Regions from separate parts of the Mus musculus genome. Here regions 2, 3 and 4 are each linked to region 1. A link is a contact called in public HiChIP or PLAC-seq data. All regions are on one chromosome and are shown on one strand. Each heading gives the region's core, a stretch centred on a gene start, on an enhancer-like site or on the middle of the called end of the contact. The rest is flanking DNA. Distances are from core to core; before and after follow the strand shown.

The links. HiChIP or PLAC-seq counts read pairs in DNA pulled down with a chosen protein or histone mark.
Region 2: a contact with region 1 is called in an H3K4me3 HiChIP or PLAC-seq map of pro-B cells, with 2.0 times the contacts expected there. The contact joins the enhancer-like site here to the promoter of Arid5a in region 1. A contact is called at or near these places in 2 of 39 promoter capture datasets (the HPC-7 cell line and HPC-7-derived erythroid cells), 10 of 115 datasets of contacts at active chromatin or transcription factors (the 230-238 cell line, CD8 T cells, the HPC-7 cell line and 6 more) and 4 of 9 other capture datasets (adipose tissue, embryonic stem cells, liver and 1 more).
Region 3: a FOXA1 HiChIP or PLAC-seq map of pancreatic cancer cells shows a contact between it and region 1. The contact joins the promoter of Ankrd23 here to the promoter of Arid5a in region 1. A contact is called at or near these places in 3 of 39 promoter capture datasets (cranial neural crest and liver), 1 of 15 datasets of contacts at CTCF or cohesin (the NIH/3T3 cell line), 7 of 115 datasets of contacts at active chromatin or transcription factors (bone marrow-derived macrophages, effector CD8 T cells, embryonic stem cells and 3 more) and 3 of 9 other capture datasets (adipose tissue, liver and pancreatic islet).
Region 4: a contact with region 1 is called in an HNF4G HiChIP or PLAC-seq map of pancreatic cancer cells. The contact joins the enhancer-like site here to the promoter of Arid5a in region 1. A contact is called at or near these places in 16 of 39 promoter capture datasets (the 3T3-L1 cell line, 3T3-L1-derived adipocytes, the HPC-7 cell line and 9 more), 26 of 484 Hi-C or Micro-C datasets (the AML12 cell line, the BV-2 cell line, the Ba/F3 cell line and 19 more), 21 of 115 datasets of contacts at active chromatin or transcription factors (the 230-238 cell line, DN3 thymocytes, the HPC-7 cell line and 12 more) and 4 of 9 other capture datasets (adipose tissue, embryonic stem cells, liver and 1 more).

What each region holds. Positions count from the first base shown.
Region 1 is chr1:36,305,701-36,309,495 of GRCm38.p6, reverse strand. It overlaps Arid5a (AT rich interactive domain 5A (MRF1-like)), which reads right to left and starts at 1,763. Exons shown (of 7, transcript NM_001172205.1): 1 at 1,660-1,763. The coding sequence starts at 1,663.
Region 2 is chr1:36,146,786-36,150,843 of GRCm38.p6, reverse strand. It overlaps Uggt1 (UDP-glucose glycoprotein glucosyltransferase 1), which reads left to right. Exons shown (of 41, transcript NM_198899.2): 38 at 685-799. Among named protein-coding and RNA genes, the nearest start is that of Mir6897, 4.5 kb to the right of the region's middle. Within about 2 kb of position 1,258, at least 36 of the 459 cell types and tissues checked have an H3K27ac peak or open chromatin away from gene starts, as enhancers often do. A contact at or near this core is called in CD8 T cells, the HPC-7 cell line, the SCID.adh cell line and 2 more, where this site is marked.
Region 3 is chr1:36,533,689-36,537,562 of GRCm38.p6, reverse strand. Ankrd23 (ankyrin repeat domain 23) reads left to right here and starts at 1,824. Exons shown (of 9, transcript NM_153502.4): 1 at 1,824-1,881; 2 at 3,126-3,272; 3 at 3,448-3,576. The coding sequence starts at 1,855.
Region 4 is chr1:36,496,534-36,500,391 of GRCm38.p6, reverse strand. Cnnm4 (cyclin M4) reads right to left here. Exons shown (of 7, transcript NM_033570.2): 2 at 2,259-2,402; 3 at 1,863-1,997; 4 at 812-981; 5 at 411-507. Among named protein-coding and RNA genes, the nearest start is that of Cnnm3, 13 kb to the left of the region's middle. Within about 2 kb of position 2,476, at least 13 of the 459 cell types and tissues checked have an H3K27ac peak or open chromatin away from gene starts, as enhancers often do. A contact at or near this core is called in pancreatic cancer cells, where this site is marked.

The sequences.
Region 1 (3,795 bases), core at 514-3,013:
CCCACCCTCAGCACCTCTGCCAAGCTCTGTTAGCGGCTAGAGACAAGCTGAGAGTCCTAGGGGCTGCATAAAGGCAGAGAGGGGTGTAGGGGCACCAGGTATGAGATTCCAGACTCCAACTGCCCTGAGAGAGCCCAAGAGATCCTACTCCTGGGAGGACTGAGTCTTCACCGCCCCACCCTTCATCCATACGTTTGATGAAAATTGCTCTCTCTATGTATCATTTCCGGTTTTCCCACCCCACCTATGCTGAAACAAGCTGCAGAGGTTGACTCAACAGAAGGCCAAAACCCCTACACAGGGAACTTCCGGACCTCACTTTTCCTTTCTCCTCCTCTCCTCACCCTAGCACGGTGCCTGCTACACTCGTCCAAGAGGCAATCTAGATCATTACAGATCAGCTTCCCACCGAGGGCAGCGGAAGGCCACTAGGAAAGAAGAGAAAGAGCAAGGAGTTTTTGAAGCCTGGTCCTCCCTCACTGTCAGACCTTAGTCTGTCTCTATGCCTCAGTTTCTCTGTAATAGAAGACGGGGTGGGGTATATAATTCTAGGCCATTCTGCCTCTGTCACTTCAAGTTCTAGGCCAAGCAGTCATTTAGGACACTAACTGCTGTAGAGACAGACCCTCTAGCTTAACATTCCTCACCCTCCCCTGCCCAGGCATCCATCCTCTTTAGACACTGAGATCCTTAGATTTGCATCAATTCCCAGCAGTGCCCGCGGGGCGGGGCAAGGAGCACCTGTTACACTCATCTGAAATGAAAGACTCTGCAAACTAGGGGATACAGCCTGAGCAGCACAATTTGGGATTAATTTGAGGCCTTCCCGGCCTACGGTTGGCCCCACTGTGCCTGTGGGTTAGGTGTGGGATGTGACCCCGGCCAGGGAGCAACGCCTGGGTAGTGAGTGCAAAGGGCCACAGATCGGTGGTGTGGTTGTGCCCCTAGTTCGCAATAAGAGCAAAGCCAAACTTGTTCGTCGCACTCTGGCAGCCTGAGCTTCTGCCCTCGGTCCACTAAACACCCCCAGTCCAGGGCCATCACCCTGTCCCTTTGAAGAGACCCGAGGGAAAAGAGGGAAACTCAGAAGATCAGGCGGGTAAAAAGAAACCGTCTTTCCTGCTGGGGGTTGGAAAGAAAAAGAAACAAAAAGAAAAAGGAAAGAGAAGAGAGAAGGAGCAGGGGATCTGAAGCGTGTGACCGTCAAACCATCAGCATGTCCCTTGGCAGAAAAGAGGAACCGTTGATTCTTCAAAGCGCATTGAGCAATTTCTTCAAAACCCGCGCAGTCACTTTCAGGAATCGCGGCCGCAGTGGGAAGCGCTGCGCGCGGCCCGGGCGCCTCGGTTTCTGAGAAGCGAAGCGCTGGGCTGGCACGGGGCAGGGAGGGGCCCGCGGCCGAGAAGCTGCTGCTGACAGCTGTCACAACAAATGGGCCCAGAGCAGCTCGAGATTGAAACCGCAGCAGGAAGTGTGGGCGGCTCAGTGAATTTCAGTCCAGACTCGGAGAGGAGAGTTTCGAGATAAACGCCTGGGAAGCCCCTGGCCGCCCCGACTTTCCACGAGAAGAGAGCACGCAGACATTCGGGTTACCCTGAGAGCCACGATCGCTCTGGGACCCCAGCCCTCTGACCCCGGCGCCGCCCGCCAGCCGCTTACCCATGGCCCAGCGAGAGCGCGCGTCGCTATGCAGAGACCCTCTACACGCACAGCCGTCCTGTCCCAGCGCTCTCGGCGCGACTGACTACCGGCGCCGCTCGACTGCCTCCTCCCCCGCGGACCCGCCCATGGACCCGCCCCCCCCCAGCGCTCTGGGCGCCCATTGGTGAATCCTATTTTCTAGAGCGGAGCAGACTCCGCCCCCTTAGACCCGAGGACGTCTGGGAGTTGTAGTGTGCGCCCACTTTGCAGCTAGGGGCTGATGTAAGAAACTCAAGAATCAACTGCTGTCGCATGTCTGTTGGTTTCCCTAGAGGCAAAACTAGAGTCTTAGAAAAACTGCCCGCTCTTTGTAGCTTGCCAAAGACTGGGTGGGGTTAAATAAAGTGCTTCTGGCTTTTACCTGAAGTGGTCCTGGCCGGTTCCATCCTTTCCAACTTTACACAGTAAGTACTGTTAGCCTACCAGAGGCCAATCTAGAAAGTCTGTGGTCCAGGCCTAATGCCCAAAATGCCCATGTCTACATATGTCATGTAGACTGAGTGAAAGCCACAAGATGGACCGTGCAAAGAGGAAGTGAACGAGTTGAGGGTGAATGTGGACAAGATTAGTAGAGAGAACAGTCATTTGGACCCGTGTGGGTTATAGAAGATGACGCTAAAACTTGAGATTTAAAAGCAGAAAGCCTTATTAGCTTGAACTCGAACTCTGTTCCTATTATGTAGTTAGTATCCCCGGAATCAAATTCTGTTGATTAACTATAATACTCATACAGCTCGGTGCATTTCATACCATCATTATCTTCATTATATAGAGCAAAACAGGCCTGGGTGATTAATTAGCTCATATTACTGGTCGGTGGTAGGGCTAGAGAATTGGGGCACAGAGGAAGGCTTCATAGTTAGCCCCCAACATTTTAGTGTTCCCCTTCACACTGAACAAATGGACAGTCTGCATTTGATGACTTTGACCCTCTGGGCTTTATCCATAAGCTCTGGAATGGCAGATCTGCAAGCTCAGCCTGGAGCAGACACCAGTGAGCTTGGTGGATAATTGTAATAAACCAGTGCTTGCCGATCTGGTAACAGGCAATATTGTGGTTGATATTTATTAACTGCTCAGAATAACGAGCAGAACAATGATTGTAACAGTGCCTCCCACATCCAAGATTACAAACCCCAGTCCACCCCAAGAGATCCAAGACTCTAGCAGAGATGCAATCTACCAAGAGATACCACCTGGAAACTTCACAGGCTTCTAGTCACTGTGTTCATTTGGTAAGGGTCGATTGGTTGGGTTAGCTACAGTGCCAGGTTAGGTATGGAGATCTGCACGCTGCCTTCAGTGTTGCAGTATAGACCATCCACTACCTCCTGGATTGGATACATCTATCAATGAGGCACTCACTACCTTTCAAAGCCACAGCTAATCCGACCTCTGAAAAGGAGGATCCTACCGTCCAGGCAGGAGAGCTCACTCTCAGGCAGTGCTGTTTGTGCAAAGCCTCAGCAAGTCAACACCTGTCTCGGGCAACCTGCGAACAATAAGATCTAAATTTAATTGTCTCCTGAGGCAACTCTTTGCAACAGAAAGTAATTTACAACAGCCAATAAACCCTGCTGAGGAATGATACCTCCATTTGCCTTCCTAAAAGCACAAACACTTCAGTTGCTCAAGCTTTACACACTCCTGCCCCAGCCCACAGCCACCGCCCTCCATCACTCTCCATCCATAGAACACCAGCTCAGGATAGCGTGAGCATTCATCAGTGCTTCCATGGTTTGGTTGTCTCTCTGGCAGCCTCCAGAAGAAAAACAAAACACCATTAATGCATAAATACATTCTTCCTGGAAAAGGCATTGAGAATAAATCAGTCCTCTCTGACTCCGCTCCAAATCCAGTTCCCTCCCTCTCCTTATCAGATTGGATAGTCTTTTGGAATGCTCCTTACTTGTTTTCATAAATATATGTATTCATGGTATGGTAAAACATGTAACTTTGTTTAATGTGTGTGGGGTTTTTTTTTGTTTTTGTTTTCTTTTTAAAGATTTATTTATTTATTATATGTAAGTACACTGTAGTTTTCTTCAGACACTCCAGAAGAGGGTATCAGATTTCGTTACGGATGGTTGTGAG
Region 2 (4,058 bases), core at 9-2,508, 160 kb after region 1:
CCTCTGCGACAATCCTCAGGGCCCTAAGTAACTCCTTGTTAAAATGAGCACACACAGAGATGAATGATGGCTGCGGTGACTTCAGTTTTATTCCGTGTTTCTTGGCTGCAGAGAATTGGAACCCTGCCTGCTCCTCTCCTGTTATCTTAAGATGTCGTCAGGATAGTGGTGGCAAATTGTTATCATTTATCAGTTTCAGTGATCTTTATCACTGGATCTTTTGAGTTAGCCAGATTTCTTTTTGTCTTTCTTATATTTATTTTATGTGTGTGAATATACTGTTGCTCTCTTCAGACACACCAGAAGAGGGCATCAGATCCCATTACAGATGGTTGTGAGCCACCATGTGGCTGCTGGGAATTGAACTCAGGTTCTCTGGAAGAGCAGTCAGTGCTCTTAACCACCAAGCCATCTCTCCAGCCCCTAGATAGAAATCTTGCCTCAGAAATTAGTTTCCTTGTAAGACAACAAAATAAAAAGCTGGCCAAAGTGAGCCGTCAGAGCAGGCCATAGCCTGCAGGTGTGTGATCCTCTTGGCCATGTGCATGCGCCCTCTGCGGCATCTTCCACTCTCTCTCTGGGACACTGGCCTGTTCCATCCATGACCTCTCCCACCATTCAGTTGGGTTCATTGTTGACATCAATTGATGGTTTGTCTGTAACAAGTGTCTCCTCTCCACTCAGTGCGCTGTATGTCGTGGATCTGAAGAAGTTTAGGAAAATAGCTGCTGGAGACAGACTCAGGGGACAGTACCAAGGTCTGAGCCAGGATCCCAACAGTCTTTCAAATCTTGATCAAGTAAGTGACCGTTGACATTACACATACAAGTATGCCATTTGTGTCTGAAAATGAAGTAGTGTTTGTGTGCTTTCTCAGAACTGAACTATTTCTTCATGGAAAGTATGTGAGTGTGAGTGTGAGTGAGTGTGTGTGTGTGTGTGTGTGTGAGAGAGAGAGAGAGACTTGTCTGATCCCAAAGGCTCTGAGACTGTCAAAAAGCTCAGAATTTACACTAAAAAGTAGTAAAATTTTCTAGCCCTGACTGCCCTCCATGTCAGAACTTTCAGGAAGGCTTGCTGAATAACTTTTCCAATAACAAGCATTTTCAGAAGTAAAATTACAGGTTTGTTTCGTTTGGGTTTGTGTTCTGTTTATTTGTCTTTATGTGCATGGGTGTTTTGCCTGCATGTAGGTCTATGCACTGTATGTGCAGTGCTCCCAGAGACCAGGAGAGGGAGTCTCAATCACCCTGAGCTGGAGTGACAGACAGGTGTTAGAGCAGCCAGGGCTCCTACCCTCACCCTTCTCCTCAGCCCCAGTTGTAGCTTTAAGTGTTTTAGATATCTACTGTCAATCTGCTGCTGCAGCTGCTGTTTTGAGACCAGGTAGCACTTAGTAGCCTTGGCTGGCCTGGAACTCTCTTTGTAGACAGGGCTGGTCTAGAGATCCACCAGCCTCTGCCTCCGTAGTGCTGAGATTAAAGGCATGAGCCACAATACCCAGCTTGTTTAAAGTCTTTCTTAAAATATGTTGTTGTTTATTGTGATATGTAGCATCCATTAAAAGAATCCATCTTCAGGTGTATCAAGGAGTCACTACAAAGCCAAGGCTATAACCAGAGCCCCGTGCGTCAGGAGCATGTCACTCCTGATAGCAGACTGCTGCCCTGCTCCCTGACTGTGGCAGGCAGGAGGCAGCCCACTTGCCACTCTGTAGACTCTACTGAGCCTGCTGTCTAGCCTGGACACCATGCTTCTATTTAGCCTCTTGGCCTCTGCTGACCTGGGGATGTGTTCCCTCTACTCACTTTCCTTTGTAGTTTTGTGCCCTTCACCAGCCGTTCCCCATTCTATCTCTTCCTTCCTGTAGAGCTTCCTGCAGCTAACCACCTTCACTCAGCTCGCCCCCCCACCCTGCTCAATCTTAGTAGTTTATTATTTTAGTCTTTTGTCCTTTGTTCTTTGTGTTTCCTGTCTAGTTAGTTTAGTCTTCTGTTTGTCCTTCATTTTAATTAACATATTTGCTTCCATTTTAGTATTTTTTGTTTTCAGTCTGTGCTGGAATCCTCTGTCCTTTATCTTTAGCAGCTGTCTCATGCAGAGTGACAGTTTGCACTGCCAGGTCTTTGACCCACCTGCTGGCTCTCATCTCATGACCTCTGAGCATATGACTGCTTTTGTTCATGTTTTCTCTCAGCTGTTTCTTTTCTTTATTTTTTTCCTTTTATTGAAAATAATTTTCCCCCTCACATAATATATCCCGATTCCAGTTTCCCGTTCCTTCCCCTCCTCACATTGGATTCACCTGCTTTCTGTCTCTCAGTAGAAAATAGCATCTAAGGGATAATAATAGAATACAGAATAAAAAGATAAAACAAAAGCTAACACATTCAGAATTGAACAAAACAAACAGGAGGAAAAGAAAAGGCACAAGAATCAGAAACCCACTCATTTATTTGCACACTCAGGAATCACATAAAGACCCTAAACTGGGAGCCATGATATGTATGGCTGTAAGACTGTGTTATATTATAAAGTATATTATGTATAATTATTATCTTCCCGCAGAGTAGAAAGTGCAGGTTCAGCAGTATCTAAAGTTTATTTTGTTGACGGTTTGATGAAGGAAATTGTCTCAGTTACTTTTCATTCCTATTTCTGTGAGAAAACACTATGCCCAAGGCCATTGATAAAGCCTTTAACTGCGCCTATGGTTTCAGAGAGTTAGAGGCCTTGATGGCAGGGCAAAAAAACCACGGCAGCAGAAACAGCTGAGCGCTCACATCTTTACTATAAGTGGGAGATGGAGAGAGATACCAGGAATGGTGTAGGTCTTTTGAAATGTCGCAGTCTGCCCCCAGTGACACCCTTCCTCCAACTAGGCCATACCTCCTAACCTGTCCCCATACAGAAAGACGGTTGTGAGCTGCTGTGTGGTTGATGGGAATAGTTTCACCAACTGGGGATCAAGTGTTCAAACCTATGACCTGTTCTCATTCAGACCACCATTGTGCACAAGACTGGAGTGATTGTTGCTTGCATAACTGACCTGGTCATGGTTCTCAGACAGGATCTCACATCGCCACGCTGGCCTGGAACTCAGTGACTGTGAACACTCCTGCCTTTGCTCCCAGAGTGCTGGGATTGCAGCGCATAGCACTATACTCGGCTGACTACACTACATCATTTTTACAAGCGTCACAGTCAGTCAGTTCTGTTTATTTATTCCAGTGGTATATTGGGTTTTTTTCTCCCCAGAGTGTTAGGACAATGGAACATTTTATTGTGAGAGAAATTTGGGCTCCATCATTTGGGAGCGGGAGAGTCGGTGCTTCTCCTCTGGAAAACTATAAAGTGTTAAGGCCCACCTCTTCTCCCTGCAGAAGTGAGCAGAGACTGCATGGTGACTCCTCTGTAGTCTCAGCACGTGCGTGCGAGGCCAGGCAGGAGGACAAGTCCCAGGCCAGCGTGGGCAACAGTCTCAACAGAGCAAAAGACAGCAACGGGAAGTTTTAGAATTTACTTTCATGCAGTGAAATGTAGTTGAATCTTGTTTGTGTTGGTTTTGTCTCTTTTTATATGTATATGTGTTTGCCTGTGTGTGTGTGTGTGTGTGTGTGTGTGTGAGCCCAGTGCTGGAGGAGCCCATAAAAGGGCACCAGACCCCCTGGCACTGGAGATAAAGATGGTTGTGAGCTGCCGTATGGTGGGGACCTACTGGGTTCCCTGTAAGAGGTGCTAATGCCCTTAATTTCATAGTCACCCCCTTGGGTCCCCAGTTGAGGGAGTATTGTTGTTTGTTTTTCTAAGTTTTAAATATGTGTACACATGTCTATGTGTGGGTATGTGCACATGTGTGTAGGTGTCTGCAGAGGCCAGAAAGGGGCATCAGATCCCTGGAGTTGCAGGTGTTTGTGATCTGCCCATGTGGGTTACATGGGTTCTGGGGACTGAACTCAGGTCCTCTGGGAGAACAATATATACTCTTAAATGCTGAGCTGTCTCTCCAGCACTCTAGTTGAATTTTAAGCCTACACTGGTTGCTTATTTAAATTTCT
Region 3 (3,874 bases), core at 575-3,074, 230 kb before region 1:
TTTTACTTTAGCGATAATACCAGTTCCCTTTGTATGGGACAAACTAGCATTTTCCTAAAAAAAAAAAAAAAAAAAAAAAATTGTTGGTGGTGGTTACAGAGTGGCCCCAATTAATTTTCTCTTTTCTTTTCTTTTTGGTTTTTTTTCAAGTCAGGGTTTCTCTGTGCAGCCCTGGCTGTCCTGGAACTCACTTTGTAGACCAGGCTGGCCTCGAACTCAGAGACCCACCTGCTTCTGCCTCTGCAGTGCTGGGTTTAAAGGCGTGCGCCACCACACCTGGCTGACTCAGAAGAACTTTGAACCCCAGATCCTCTTTTGACTGCAAAATGTTTGTTTGTCACAAGCTATCTGTGTAGAAGTCCTATTTTATTTTTATTTTATTTTATTTTTTGGAGTTGGCCATGCAGACCAGGCTGGCCTCAAATTCCCAGTAATGCTTCTGCCTCTGCCTCCAGAGTGCTCCGATTAAAGGTGTGCGCCACCTCTACCCAACCGAGTACTGGAATAACAGTCGAGTGCAACCATGCCCAGCTGCATCAAGTGTAGAACAGTGGAGAGCAGAGCTACTCTTTCTTTTTTTCTTTTCTCTTCTTTTCTTTCTTTCTTTCTTTCTTTCTTTTTTTTTTTTTTTTTTTTTTTTTTTTTTGAGACAGGGTTTCTCTGTGTAGCCCCAGCTGTCCTGGAACTCACTCTAGACCAGGCTGGCCTCGAACTCAGAAATCCACCTGCTTCTGCCTCCCGAGTGCTGGGATGAAAGGCGTGCGCCACCACTGCCCGGCTTACTCTGACTTTATCTGCCTTCTTCCTTAGGAGTAAGTGTTTTTCCTCATCACCAAGGGTGTTTTTGCAGGGCCAGCATACCCAGGCCGCTTTAAAAAGCACACTGCTGACCCTCCATGGTCTTCAGTCCTTTTAGCCACCCCTCCCCTCGAGCTTACATGGTCATCTCTGTTGATGCTGCCTGTGCAAGAATCTTGTTTACTGGGTATCTGATTTCCTCTCAAAGGTCACGCTGGAGTTCAGGGCACAGCGGAGTGAAAAGCATTCCTGGCTTCTCAAGAATTAGGTATTTGATTTTTGTTGGCTAAAAACAGTTTGCTTCGTGGCTGGCCGTCATGGCTATTGACAGACGGAGCAAGACCTGGAGCAGGTCTCCGTCCCCTTGCCCTGTTGAAGGGCATGCTTCATGCCCAGAGAGTATCTGATGTGGACCTGGAAGGCTCCTTCAGCCATATGAGGGCTGATGACAGGCTGGGCAGGAGGCCATGCTGGCTGTCAGCCGGCTGAGGGACAAATCTGGGAGGGAAGGGCAGCCTTAAGACTAGCCAGTTGGGAAATGGTATGAAGCCTAGTTTCATCACGTAGCCCATGAGAATTCACAAGGCATTAGGTCAGCCTCTTATGTCATTGCTCCTGAGGTCCTCTGTAGGTTGCCTGCTTTGTGCTGGGCTGACTGCACTGGGCACTCTGCAGCATCTCAGGCAGCCAGATCTATACTGTGAGCCTGGGCTTCTCACCAGTGGGTTCTAAACTGAAGAGTAAGAGACGTTTCCCTTGAGTCTGGCCCAGGCATCCCAGACCATGGGGTGGTAAAATGGCTCCCTGGTAGATGTGGGTGCAGCAGGTGCAGGGTAGTGGGTGTCCAAGGGAGGAGACTGCCAACTCAGCACCAGACAGCTCCTTTTCCCGCCCCCAGTGGGCCACATTCCCAGAACGGTATTTTGGTCAGTGTGACAGGGCCCCAGAGTCATCTGGCCTGGGCACAAGCTTTGTCCTTTCCCTCCCCCAAGAGAGTGCTCTCCCATAAAAGAGCTGAGCTCAATTCGCTAGGTGCATGGAGAGCAAGGGGGGACCATGGACTTCATCAGCATTGAGCAGTTGGTAAGGATGTGAGGAGGATGGGTGACCGCTGAAGATTCAGGACAAGGCGCAGGGACCCAGAGCATGTGGCCAGAGTAGCGAAGTCTGGCTGAGTGAGGGTAGGCTTTCTGGGATCTGAGGGTCAGGTCTCATGTGAGGGGAAGGAGCTGCGAGAGGATGGGGGAACTCGAGTTACTGAGTCTGTTTGGTTTTGGTGAATGTGGTTCTGGGGGTCCATCTTGGGGCTTCACACATGTGAGGGTAGCACCCTACCAAAGAGCTGCACCCTCAAACTTGTAGGTTTGCCCTTGTTGGATGGTGGAAGAGAAATGGTGATAGTTATTCTGGTAGCCATGGATATAGCTGTACGCACAGTTCCTTTAGGTCAAGCAAGAGGCGGTCCAGATGGAACTTTCCAGAGGGTCTGGTCACTTTAAGGGGTGTTCCTGGATTTCCCCCAGCAGCGAGAGAAATAGCCATGGCAGTACAGCTATGTGATGCTGGTGACGTGGGGCAAAGAGGGTATGGGGCACACATGTCTCACTGTGGTGTGGTGGCCCCTCTGGGAGGTAAATGTCCAAGCCGGGTCCTAGGGGCTTGAGGTTGTTACAGTGGCTTAGAAGGGAAAGCTAGGCCATTTGGCCAGAAGCCTCAGCCTGTTCTTCTCTCCCAGCATCTGCAACCTATGTGTTCTCTGGCTCCCCGGGTGGCTGCTAAGGGAATGGGTAGGCTGTAGTGGATGGTCACTGAGCCCATCTTACCGAGGCAGAAACATAATTTCTCTAAGACCCAAGGGCTGAAAGCAGGGATTTGGAATTTGGCCCAAGGGCCTCTCATCTCTAAGCTCGAGTCAGGTGGCAGTGTGGCATAACCTCATAGGAATCTGCGGGTAGAAGCGCAGGGTGGAAGCTAAGGTGTCACCTGGCATGAACACAGCAGTATAAATAGACTCCACCCCCTCAACTCTGTGATCTGCTGATAGGGACAGCCAGTCATTTCCCCTGGGCCTTGGCCATTGCCACAGTTGGTGAAAATTGCAGGTGGTGTGTATGTGTGTGTGTGTGTGTACATGCGTGTGCACATGTGCCTGCATGCCAACAGTGCAGCCAACCAGGAAGTATTCAGCAGGAAGAGTCAGACTGACTCCCAGGTTCACATCTGCTCTTTGTATGTCTGGGCTCTGCCATCTTAATGCCATGCCACCACTGATTTCAAAGCACCCCTACAGTTGTCCCGATCCTTAATCTATCCTACGTGTCCTGCAGGTAAGTGGAGAAAGAGTTGATAGGAAAGCGTTGGAGTTTGGACGTGGAGTTCCTGATCCTGGAGGCTGGCCTAGTGGCTGGACGCTGGGACCCCAAGAGGCTGTGGCCCGGGAGAAACTAAAGTTGGAGGAAGAGAAAAGGAAGAAAGTGAGTGTTCTTGGAAGGGGGTGATGGGAGTGGGGCAGAGTGGGTATCGGGAGCAGTAAGGGCCGCTGTCAGCAGCCAAAGCAACTGGGTGCTTCTTTAAAGCAGAACTGGTTTAGCCAGCAGCCCGCCCCTACCCTGTGGCTGATGTCGGGCTCGGGTGTCTCTTCTGCCCTAGCTGGAAAGATTTAACAGCTCCAGACTGACTCTGGACAATCTGACAGACTTGGAAAACTTGGTTCAAAGACGAAGAAAAAAACGACAGAGACACAAAGTCCCCCCCAGGGAACCTGAGTCTGGGGCTGAGGTGAGTGAGAGAGAGGGTAGACCTGGTGTTCCAGAGCACAGATGGCCTCCTATCTTGGCAGCCTGGGAGGACCGGGTGCAGGGGCCGTAGCTGTACAGCCATCACATAGGGAACTGCATGGAATGCGTCCCAGACCCTTCCTATGGAAGGACCATCCCAGTACATTCTACAGCTCACTTAGCAGCTGCTTGGCTTCTTTCAACAGAATTCCTGTTGAAATAACTTAAGAGCTTATCCTGACTCACTGTTTCAGAGGATAGTTCACTGTTATGGGGGGAGGGGAGCGCACAAGGGTAGG
Region 4 (3,858 bases), core at 1,227-3,726, 190 kb before region 1:
GCCAGCTACCACCCAATACCAGTCTCCCAACTCCCCAGGCGTCACGCAGCCCTTTGTGTCCCCCATCCTACCCGGATGCCTTAGTTATGATACGCCAGTGGCTCCATCCTAATCTCACCACGATGTCCGAAGTCAAAGGCAGGGGCTCCCTTTCATTCCTAAAGCTCATGAGCTGCCCGGCTCCCGACCGCCCCTGACTGCAGACCTTCCCGCAGCAGCTGGTCCTCTGCTGCTTCAGGACACCCTCTGCTCCTCTCTTGTCCCTCAGCCTTCCAACAGTTAAGAGGCCATTCTGTTCCCTTAGGCCCGGCAACTCTGGTCCTTCCCGCCTCCTTCTGCTCTGAGCCATCCAGGGAGGGCCCTTACTTTGCAAGTATCAGAGAGCTCCAGGGACCTGGCCCACAACTCACCTGGGGGTGCCACGGAGAGTGCCATGGTTCCATAGTACGAGAAGGCGCCCGTCTCAAACTTCATGTTCTCCTTGCCTGCTTCTACCTCCACCTTCCCCTGAAAGAACATAGGGTTAAGGTTAGCGTGGCTTGAGATGGTGCGAGGCCTGTGTGGCAACAGGAGAGGGGCTAAAGCAGGGCAGAGCACACAACAGAGCCATAAACGCTTGGCCACAGTGCCCTGCAGCATTCAAGGGCTTGACCTGTGGGCACAAGAGTGGCCTCTCGGAGATGACACACAACCTGGAGCAAGCACATTCAAGGGTAGGCCGTAGACTCTCTCGTGGTTCACCAGAAGGCGAGGTGCAGGTGTGGGGAGGCGTGAGTGGCCTGCACACTCAGGCCTTGGGTCCGAGGCTCACCTGCAGGATGAGGACGAAGCAATCGGCCGGCTTGTTCCGGGTGTACAGGTAGTGGCGAACGCAGTACCTGTTGTGCTCATTGAACCTGAGCTCCTGAATGACGTCGGGGTACTTGAGCAGCCGGAGCAGGATCTTCTCTGACATCAGAGAGGGGCTAAACTGGGGCACCTCTGCAGGAGAGAGACAGGACTTCACAGGTGCCCGCCCGGGACAGGCAGCCAACATGGACGTGACCACGCCACTCTGTACTAGAATGGCTTCCTCCCTGCTTGGGCCATTTCTTCAGCCTGCACCTCCCTGGGAAGTACCACGCTTGGCTTCTGCGGCTTAGATGGCATCAGCCAGCTTCCACAGCTCCAGTAGAGCAGTCATGCCCTTTGGCAGACTACTGAACTTACATGTCTCCATTTTCTCATCAGGGAGATAGGGACACGACTTCCCTGGGTGGTCTCATGCTTAAGTGGCACCACAGGTAGAGTATTCTTGGCTGGTGCATGTTAATTAAGTGTTCCTACAATTACTACTCTGCATCATATCGGAAAAACACAAAGGAAAAGGGGTTTACCGACACTTTTAGCAAGTGGGCCTGAAGGGAAGTGGCAGCATGGGTGGCAGGGTTTGTCTCAACTGTCACCCATGTCCCAGAGGTGCTTTAAATTAGAGGGACGGGAGGAGTGCTGCTGAGGTACACGTCAGCTCTGTAGGAACCAGCCCAGCACAGCACAGCACAGAGGGAAGGTGGAAGCCCTACTTCAGGGCAGGTTAGCAGGTCAGAGGGAGACAGCCTGAAGGGCCCGGGGGCCGGGTACTCCCTTGGATGTCTCAGCGCTTGCTCTGTACACTAGCTAGACTGTGTCTGCGAGTCTGTGGCAGCCGTGGTGAACATGATGATCTCTGTGGGAGGAGGGGGGTAAGATACCCAGACCTCTCCAAGGTGAGTGTGTGCCAGCACTCAGTGCTCTCCTTGGGAGGAATGGTCAGAGGCCCAGGGTTACTCCCTCTGTGACTACATTTCCTTCTACCCATGGCGGAAGGCGCTTCACGCTCTTACCTGTGGCCAGGAAGCGATGAGCAGCCAGAAGAAGCTGAGGTGAGATTTTCACTTTGAGTTCATTGTCAGTGTCCTTGAAGGCAGAGAAGTCACGCTTGTTTTTCACGGACACCCGTTTCCGGGTCCGATTATCAGCTGTAAGAGGAAAGGTCTGGACCTGAACTATACTTCCCAGGCTTCTCTCCACAGAGCAGCAGGCTCCAGGCAGGGAGGGTGAAGGAGGCTCAGCATTGTGCCCTTCCTCCCCACAGACAATACAGGGCACCTAGCTGACTACCAGACCTGACTCAGGGGTTCTGGGGCCTCCCCAGCCATGCCCTGTAGCCTCTCTGCCTAGGGATACCAGACTTCAGAGATACAATAGGATTCTGGGCCCATGGTGAGGGCTCAACTCACTGTACATGTCCGACTCATCGAGGATCTCGGACTTGATGATCTCCTCGATGACGTCCTCCAGAGTGACCAGGCCCAGCACCTCGTAGAAGGGGTCGCCCTCGCCCTCATTGTTCACCTTCTGCACGATGGCCAGGTGGGACTTGCCTGTGGGGACAGCACACTAGGTCAGGTATGAAGCAATGTCAACACATTAGGCTTGAGTCACTGGGCAGTCACCGGAGTCTGCCTTCCTTGCCAGGTTTCAGATACTGCTCTCATGACTAGGAGGACCACAGTGCTTGGAAAGGCCTTACATTGAGGACCTTTTGTTTAAAGAGTACAGAAACTGGGTATGGTAACTCACATCTGTTATCCCAATACTCGAGAAGCAAAAACAGGAGGATCGCTGCAAGTTTGAGGCCATCCTGGGTTATACAACCAAACCCAGGCTTGCCTAGACTATACTTAACCCCCTGTCACAAGAAGGGGAAAAAAAAAAGATGGAGAGGAGGAAGAAGAGGAGGAGGAGGAGGAGAGAATGACAGGCTGTGCCTGGTGCTGCCTGCCAGGGCTTCTGAGGCCTCCAGGAGGAGTGAGGCTGTAGTACAAGACCACAGGAAGCCCATGGTCAGGGCGTGCACATGACAGCTGGACAGAGAGTCTAGCAGCTGCCCACATGGCAGGCCCCTGGTGGGCATGGAGCACTAGGGAACCACTGAGCAGTCGGCCTTGCTCAATGCCAAAAATTCTTGACACTAGCTTGCCCACTGGGCCCTACAAAAAGGTTTCTAGCTAAGAAGCCACTTAGAACCCTATGCTGGGCTAGCTCAGGCCCCCCAAGCTGTGTGCTTTGCCAAAGGGGACAGCTGTTCATCATGGCAGAACCTTTCTTTCTCACAGAAGACACTTCTGTTAAGATCACCAGTGACCTTCAATGGGAAGGTTTTATTCTTAGAGGACCTGCTGGCCAGTGGTCCTTACTCCCTCCTGGAAACCCCTTTCCGTTGGCAACAGACATTTCCCTGCTGTATTCCTGGCCCCAGGGTGTCTTCCTTTTCTTTCTTTTCTTCCTTTTTCCTTTTCCTTTCTTCCTTTCCTTTCTTCCTTTTCTTTTTTTTAATTAAAAAAAATGTGTGTGTGTTTCCCTGGATGCACTCTGTGTACCACATGTACGTACTCTTAGTGCCCCTGGAAGCCAGCAGAGGGTGTCAGATCTCCAGAACTGAACTGGAGTGACAGTAGTTGTGAGCAGCCAGATTTTGTCTTCTGTAGCTTGTGCTGACCTTGAACTCATGAACCTCCCGACTGACTTAGTTTTTAAGGGCTTGAATTACAAGTGTGTAGAGGTGTGTTACTATCCTTGGTTCCTCCCTGACCTCTTAATGCTGGAGAGCTGAGTCCTTGCTAGTGACTTAAATAGACAAGTGTCAAGATAGCTCAAATTAAAAAAAAAAAAATCTGTTGCTTCAAGGCAGGGTCTCATGTAGCTGAACTTTCTGAAGCTCCCTGTGGAGCTGAGCCCCTGACCCTCCCGCCACTACCTCCCAAGTGCATGGGGTTATAGGGTCTGCACCGTCCTGCCCACATCAGAGAGCACCGCTATCCCAAATCAAGGCTGTGT